Regions from separate parts of the Manis pentadactyla genome. Here region 1 is linked to region 2. Evidence: chromatin contacts called from public Hi-C data. All regions are on one chromosome and are shown on one strand. The core of a region is the stretch at or near the end of the contact, and the rest is flanking DNA. Distances in the headings are between cores, read along the strand shown. Region 1 holds the start of IMP3 (IMP U3 small nucleolar ribonucleoprotein 3). Region 2 holds the start of PPCDC (phosphopantothenoylcysteine decarboxylase).

Region 1 (3,263 bases), core at 257-2,756, 480 kb after region 2:
GGTGATTATTTCCTTAGGCAAGCAAACATTTGAGCCTCTAATACGGTATTTCCTGGGGCTGGAATATCAACAGGAAATTCTGTGGGAAAGAGCTCTGCCAAAACACTCATTCCAAGGAAGGGAATGGTAAACTGATCAATTTGCCTAGGCCTGTGCTACATCCTGTAACCTCCACATGCAGTCGGGCTGCAGGCTCACCCACAGGCAGGTCGCTCTGACCAGTCCTCTGGGTTACTGAGCCAAGGAGCCCAGATGTGACCTTCTGTGAGAGAACCAGACATACAAAAATTCGCACTTCCAAAGCAGCTGGGCCATTTATTGGCATTTGGAAAACACTTCTTTAAACGAGGGGGAGGGGGACCCTTGAGACTCAAGTCTCACCCATTTTCATGAAAACTTGCGACCTAACTCTCCATCATCTGTACACAGCTTAATCATGAACAGGAGCCAAGTATTCATGTTAAATAACCTGAACCAAACGTCCCACCACAAAATAATAAAGGCAAAGCTGCGGGGAGGGCAGGGGCGCAACGTCCGCGCCCTACACTGCCATGTTTCAAACACAAAAGAACCTAACAATTCCTCAGTGTAGAACAAAACCGCTTCCCACTGTCTCTTCAGGCAGTCATTTAGTTATCAACAGTCCAAGAGGTAAGAAAATTTCGGGGGGGACAGGGGCGTACCCTTCGGCTCTGTGCGTGGACTTGCAGCCGAGGGGCCAAGTCCTTTCCTGGGGAGAGCGCCCTGAGAATCCCACGCATCAGGTCTCGGCTTTCCGTCTATAAAATGCAGCCGTGGGGGGCAACGCCCACTAGGCCTCCAGGTCGAAGTCGTCGCGCTCCTCGTTGTACTCCAGCACGTGCCGCTTGATCTTGGACGAGTCAACCCAGGTGACGTAGTCCTCCATGCTGCGCGTGACAAGGAAGGCGGGGTCGGTGACCACGTCCGGGCCCACGCGCACGTGGCCCTGCTCCACGAAAGCCACGGCGGCCTGGAGGTGCTGCGCCATGCGCAGTTTAAGGAGCACGGTGGGCAGGCGGCGGCGGCAGAAAGATGAGGCCGTGACGAAGTCGCAAAGCTCCAGCGAGCCGCGCGTGGGCACCAGGCCGAGGGCATACAGCTTGTCCAGCAGCGCGGCCGAAGCGCGCACACGAAACGGGTCTCTCTCGGGCAGGTCGCGCAGGCGCCGCGCCAGCTCACGCACGGCACGGCTCAACTGGTTGTAGCGCGTGTAGTCCTCGCGCCGCTGCAGCCGATAACGCCGCAACACGCGCAGCTCGTGCAGATTGTGGTCGGTGACCTCCCAGTTCAGGAAGTCCACCTGCTTCAGCAGCTTCTGCTCGTGGAACTTAAGCTTCCGCACCATGATGGCGACTCCGGGTGCCTCAAGGCTGGAGGCTGAGGGCGCCTTTCCCAGCCGGGGAGACTTCCGCCCCAGCGCCCGAGGGCCCGGGGAACCCTGGGCCAATGAAAGAGAGGCCCAGTGCCACGCCCTCGATCTCCATTGGTCAGAGTGGGGTTTCGCTTCACATCTGTATCTCGCGTTTCTTCTCTTCACATTCGCGAGGGGAGGAGCATCTGAGGCGCCTGAGGGGGGCGGGGCCCGAGGGGCGGGGCCCGAGGCAAGTCTGCGCGGACCTTACTTTGCAATACCTTCCTGGTCTGATCATGCCTCTAGTTCATCGTTTTTCTGCCTTTCAAGGACTCTCAGAAGAGTCTCCCCGACAGGAACTAAAGAGGCCCGTTCCGGGCAGGAGGGGTGACCGCCGCGCTGGTTTGATTGGGTTTACTGTGTTGACTGACCGTTGGGAGCCTCCCATTTCGTGGGGAGCCGCCTCGAGCTGGGGGTCCCCGCCGCTCGCCAGCGCAGGGCTTCCGCCAGGCGGGCGAACGGTTCCCCCCTGCCAAGTGGGGCTGGGCGCCGCCGAACCTATGAAATACTGATTCCCGGGCCACTTCCTTCACTCAAAGGGACTCGGGGTCTACACGGGAGCCACCTGAAACCTGTATTGCTAACAAGAACGCCAGGTGATTCATAAAACCCAGCAAGTGCGAGAAACTGGGATATCAAGTGCAAGTCCTGATCCTTAGTCTGAGCTCAAACGAATCAGCCTGACAGGGTGGATTTCTGGTCATCGAGTATTGAGTTCACAAATTTCACGTGGTGTCGGCTAGTTGTATCTATAAATTATACCTGAGTGCAGTGATACAGGGCTCTCGCCTCTCTATTTGCCCAGGCCTTTGACGCCACCTAGCTTCTTGTCTGATCATTTTGTTTTATTTCTGTATACATTTCATTGTCTTTTTAAATATAATACTTGCTATATGGAAAATAATGTAAGTAGCATATGTTAATTATAAAGTATAATGAATACTTATGAACTGAATAGGCAGTTTATGAAAACGTCATAAGGACATTTCAACTACCTATTCCAGCCGCCTTCCAGTCAGAGGTAAAGTACCTACTCTCCTAAATTTTATATTTACTTTTCCCTTTTGTTTCAAAAGAAAAATAGTTTTATCATTAAACATGCATCCCTAAATATATTGAGAACCTTCTAACTCAAAGTATAGCCTTACTCAAAGCAGAGAGCTTGTTGGAAATGCAGAATTTCAGGCTCCATTCCTGACCTACAGATAGAGAATCTGCATTTAACAAGATCCCCAGGTAATGTGTATATACACTGGCATTTGAGAAGTGTTGCTTAGAAAAGATCACACCATATGGGGTTTATTATATGTAGCTGTAGTTTTTTTTTATTACTGCATAATATTCCATCATTTGGCTCTATCCAAGTTATTAATCATTTTTCCTGTTGGAATTTTTTGGAAGGAACTATTTTTAGCAGTGCTACTGACATTCTTATAGGTCTCCTGTTGGATTAAGCAGTGGCTTCTGGTATACCTCTTGGAACAGAATTGCTGAGTTGTAAAGTATGTGCATGTTCACCCTTACTAGATATTGCTAAATTGTTTTCCAAAGGGGTTGTGCCAATTTATACTCCTCTGGCAGTGCATGAGAATTACTCCCTTTGCTCCTCATTCTCACCAATGCTGTTTGTTCATTTTTTTTAAAGATGTTTGCCAATCTGGTGAGTGTGTGATAGTATTTCATTGTGATTTTAATTTGCATTTCTCTTATAAATAAAGGTTTCATACGTGTTTCCTCCTCTATGTAATGCATCTTCATGTCTTTTGTTTATTTTTCTATTGGATTGTGAGGTAAGTGGAATAATGGCCCACCAAAGACTTCCACCCAGAAC
Region 2 (3,062 bases), core at 37-2,536:
ATAATAAAGGAAAATATGGCCCTCTGTGTCCTGCTGTGTCATGTGTCTTCCTGTAGGCCTTTGTGGAGCATCGCTGTGGGCTGTGGGGCATGGAGGCAGGGTGGGTCAAAAGGGTCTGTGGCCTGTCCTCCCCACTGGCCCCAAATCACACACTTCTGTGCAGTTCCTTCTCAGAGGTTCCTTTGAGATTGCCAGAGGCCTCCTGCCTGTTCGAAGGAGGAGTCCTAGGTTCTCTGAGGAGGAAGTAAAAGGCTGGATTAGTGGGCGAGGGGCAGTTTGGTCCAGATGGTCACTGCTGGAAAGAGCATGCATGGGCAGAGCAGAGAAGGCCTCACCTCAGCTGGCACCAATGGAAACTGAAAACCGACTGAGCAGCCTTAATAATCACAAGGTGTTCTAGGGCCCTGTGGGTGCTGGAGATTGAAGGCAGTGGGGCGCACCCAGCGTGCTTCTTCCTGCTTCCCCTGGCCCGTGCTGGGTCCTCCATCTGGATTGCTGCTCTGGCACTCAGTCTAAGCTGCTGGTCATCCTACAAGATTCACCTTGAGTGACTGTAAGTCCGGAGAGAGGACATCCCGGGGCAAAATACCTCTAAAACCGAAATCAGTCAAAGGGAGAAATAAAGTTTAAAATCCGTTTATTGCTCACAAACTGCAGTCCAGGGCCTTCTCTCTTTCCTGTTCCAGCAGAAGCAAAACCGGCCCCACCCCCCTCACCTCTCAGGTTCAGATAAGCCCTCCGTTGCCCAGGTAATTACCCACTGATATGGAGATAAACTTCTCTCGACCCCTGAGGAATGATGAAAATGTACCAAAGCCATACTTCCCTCCACCTCTGAAAACCTATTGATATGCAGATGTACTAAAGCCAGGCGAGATATTCTGGAAATGTTACAATTTTACCCACAGACTCCTCTGAGAGGGCCTCTAGTTGTTACCTAGGCTTCTCTGCTTCGTCATGGAGGACCTTACTCTGGAATTTCCTGTGTCCCTGCTTATCTCAAAAGCCAGGAGGAGTCAATCTTTATTCTGTGTATTTAAAACATTGAAGAGGCTCAGTAAATATTCAGTATTAAGTGCCCCAGTGACGAGCAGTAACTGTGGGATGGGATGTGAAGTGAGGCGGTTGGGCAATTAGACCAGGCCCAGTAGTCCGCGCCAAAAGTACCAAGAACAGGGAGCTTCGGTTCCTTGCCAGGACCTCCCGAATGGACCACAACTCCCAGAAGGCTGCGCGATAACTAGGCTGCCACGTGCTTTCGTGAGCCTGCGTGCTAGCTAGGACCAGCAGCGGGGAAGGATGGGGAGGGGAGACGGCAGCGATATCGCGATATTTGGGAGCTGTCCCGAAAAGCTCCTGGCGCGGGTGAGGAGTCATGGGGGCCAGAGGTTGGGGTGTTTCAGCGGGGCAGAAGGGAGGTTTCTGTTTCCGTAGAGACTGTGGCTGTGTGTGTGGGGAGGTGGGGTGTGTGTGCAGAAAGGGCTCACTTTCCTTTTTGTGCATGTGACGCTCTGCTCCCAGGTTTTACGCTGTCTGTAGGGACTGTGGAGCCTGCCTGCTCGTGGGGCCAGAGCCTTAGGGACCCCGGATAGGGACCCCTTCCCGGCTTGGCCCTGGAGTAGGGGGTTTGTATCTGTGCGCTACCATCCCGCTTTGTGCTGCACACTGCGAACGTTGTGTGCCATGTAAGTTTAAAAGGTCGGGGAAAAGGCTCCCCACATTTAACAGATTACCTGTAAAAAAAATTATGGGCCTACTTCCAAAAAGGAATAGGGCTGCTCAAAGTACAAACTATATTTTAAAAATTGGTAAAATAGAAATAAAAGAAGCCTTGGTATGTTGGAATTATCCCCTAGATATGTCCAAAGTGCCGAATGGCATTTAAAAACTAGAATGAGGCCAAATTTTGCCAGAGAAAAACTTCATGCTGTCCTTAGAAGTATTTGGAGGTCCGTGCCAGATGATGAGCCAGAGAGATCCCCAAGATAGGGAAGTGGTGGATTTCTCGGGAGCAGGGTTTATTTTCCACATCTCTCCCAGTGCCTATAACTGTCTTGTTAGTAGCTCGTGTGTGTGTGAATATAATATAGAGTATATGACTTAATTAACGTAAATGTATATTAAAATACGTGTAGTATAGTATATAATATACCCCCAACTTGAGGAGAGATGCATAGATGGGATTCCAGAAGCTGCAGAGTCAAGCATGCCTGCCTCTAGTTTGAGAGAACAGTCTTAGCAGAATGCCAAGGCCTTGAGCTCTCCCTAAAGAGTTCCTTACCTTTCCTTGGGGGTCGCCAGGAGGCTTCTTTTAATGCCTCTAAGTTTTGAGGCAGGGTGACACTTTGGGGAGCTACAAGTTGTTCATTATTACTGGGGCAGAGAGTAGTGTGTTCACTGGTGGGAGATGAGGCCAGAGCAGGAGCTTGGAGCCAGTAGTGAGAGGCTTTGACATCAATCCAGAAGGTGCGAGCTCTTGATGGATCCTGGATCCCTGCTCCTGGACCCCATCCTCCACATTTGGTTCTGCTTTGTTGAAGCCTCTAGCCCCTCGTTCCTGTTTTGGGTTGGGCTTATACCCCACCTGGCCCCTTTTTAGCTCTGTTTCTGCTGGTTGCACATGTGCCTGTGTTGTGACTAGCCTTGAAACCTTTGCTTCAAACTCTGAAACTATCCCTGAACCCTTTACTTAACTGTGCCGCCTAATTAAACTCATCAGAGGAGACTTACATATCATGAGCCTGCCACAAGCCAAGGCTCTTTACTCTGGCCCTGTCTTTCTAAAGGACAGAGGACCTGCCATTTTTCTGGCTGTGGCTTACTGCCAGTGGATGGTGCCTTGGGAGCTTGCAGCTCAGTAATCACAGCCTTAAGCCCTGTAATCTCTGTGCTTGTGAACTCTACTGCTCAGGAGTTCCTTTCAGCCCAGCAGAGCCCAAGAAAATGAGGTGCTATCTGCAGCTAAACTTTGATTGTGCAAATAGATGGTTCTAACAGGAACTGGATAGAGTCACAGACTTACTGGTTTGGGATTTGGTGTTTTATGAGAGTATGTGTGAAGA

The links. Hi-C and Micro-C count contacts between places; a contact is called where the count stands out from the background.
Region 1: a contact with region 2 is called in a Hi-C map of blood, with 5 times the contacts expected there. The contact joins the promoter of IMP3 here to the promoter of PPCDC in region 2. A contact is called at or near these places in 3 of 3 Hi-C or Micro-C datasets (blood, fibroblasts and skin fibroblasts).

What each region holds. Positions count from the first base shown.
Region 1 is chr11:122,524,947-122,528,209 of mManPen7.hap1, forward strand. It overlaps IMP3 (IMP U3 small nucleolar ribonucleoprotein 3), which reads right to left and starts at 1,507. Exons shown (of 1, transcript XM_036907635.2): 1 at 289-1,507. The coding sequence starts at 1,366. The coding sequence ends at 812.
Region 2 is chr11:122,041,320-122,044,381 of mManPen7.hap1, forward strand. It overlaps PPCDC (phosphopantothenoylcysteine decarboxylase), which reads left to right and starts at 1,287. Exons shown (of 6, transcript XM_036907667.2): 1 at 1,287-1,365. It overlaps SCAMP5 (secretory carrier membrane protein 5), which reads left to right. Exons shown (of 7, transcript XM_057489058.1): 7 at 1-21.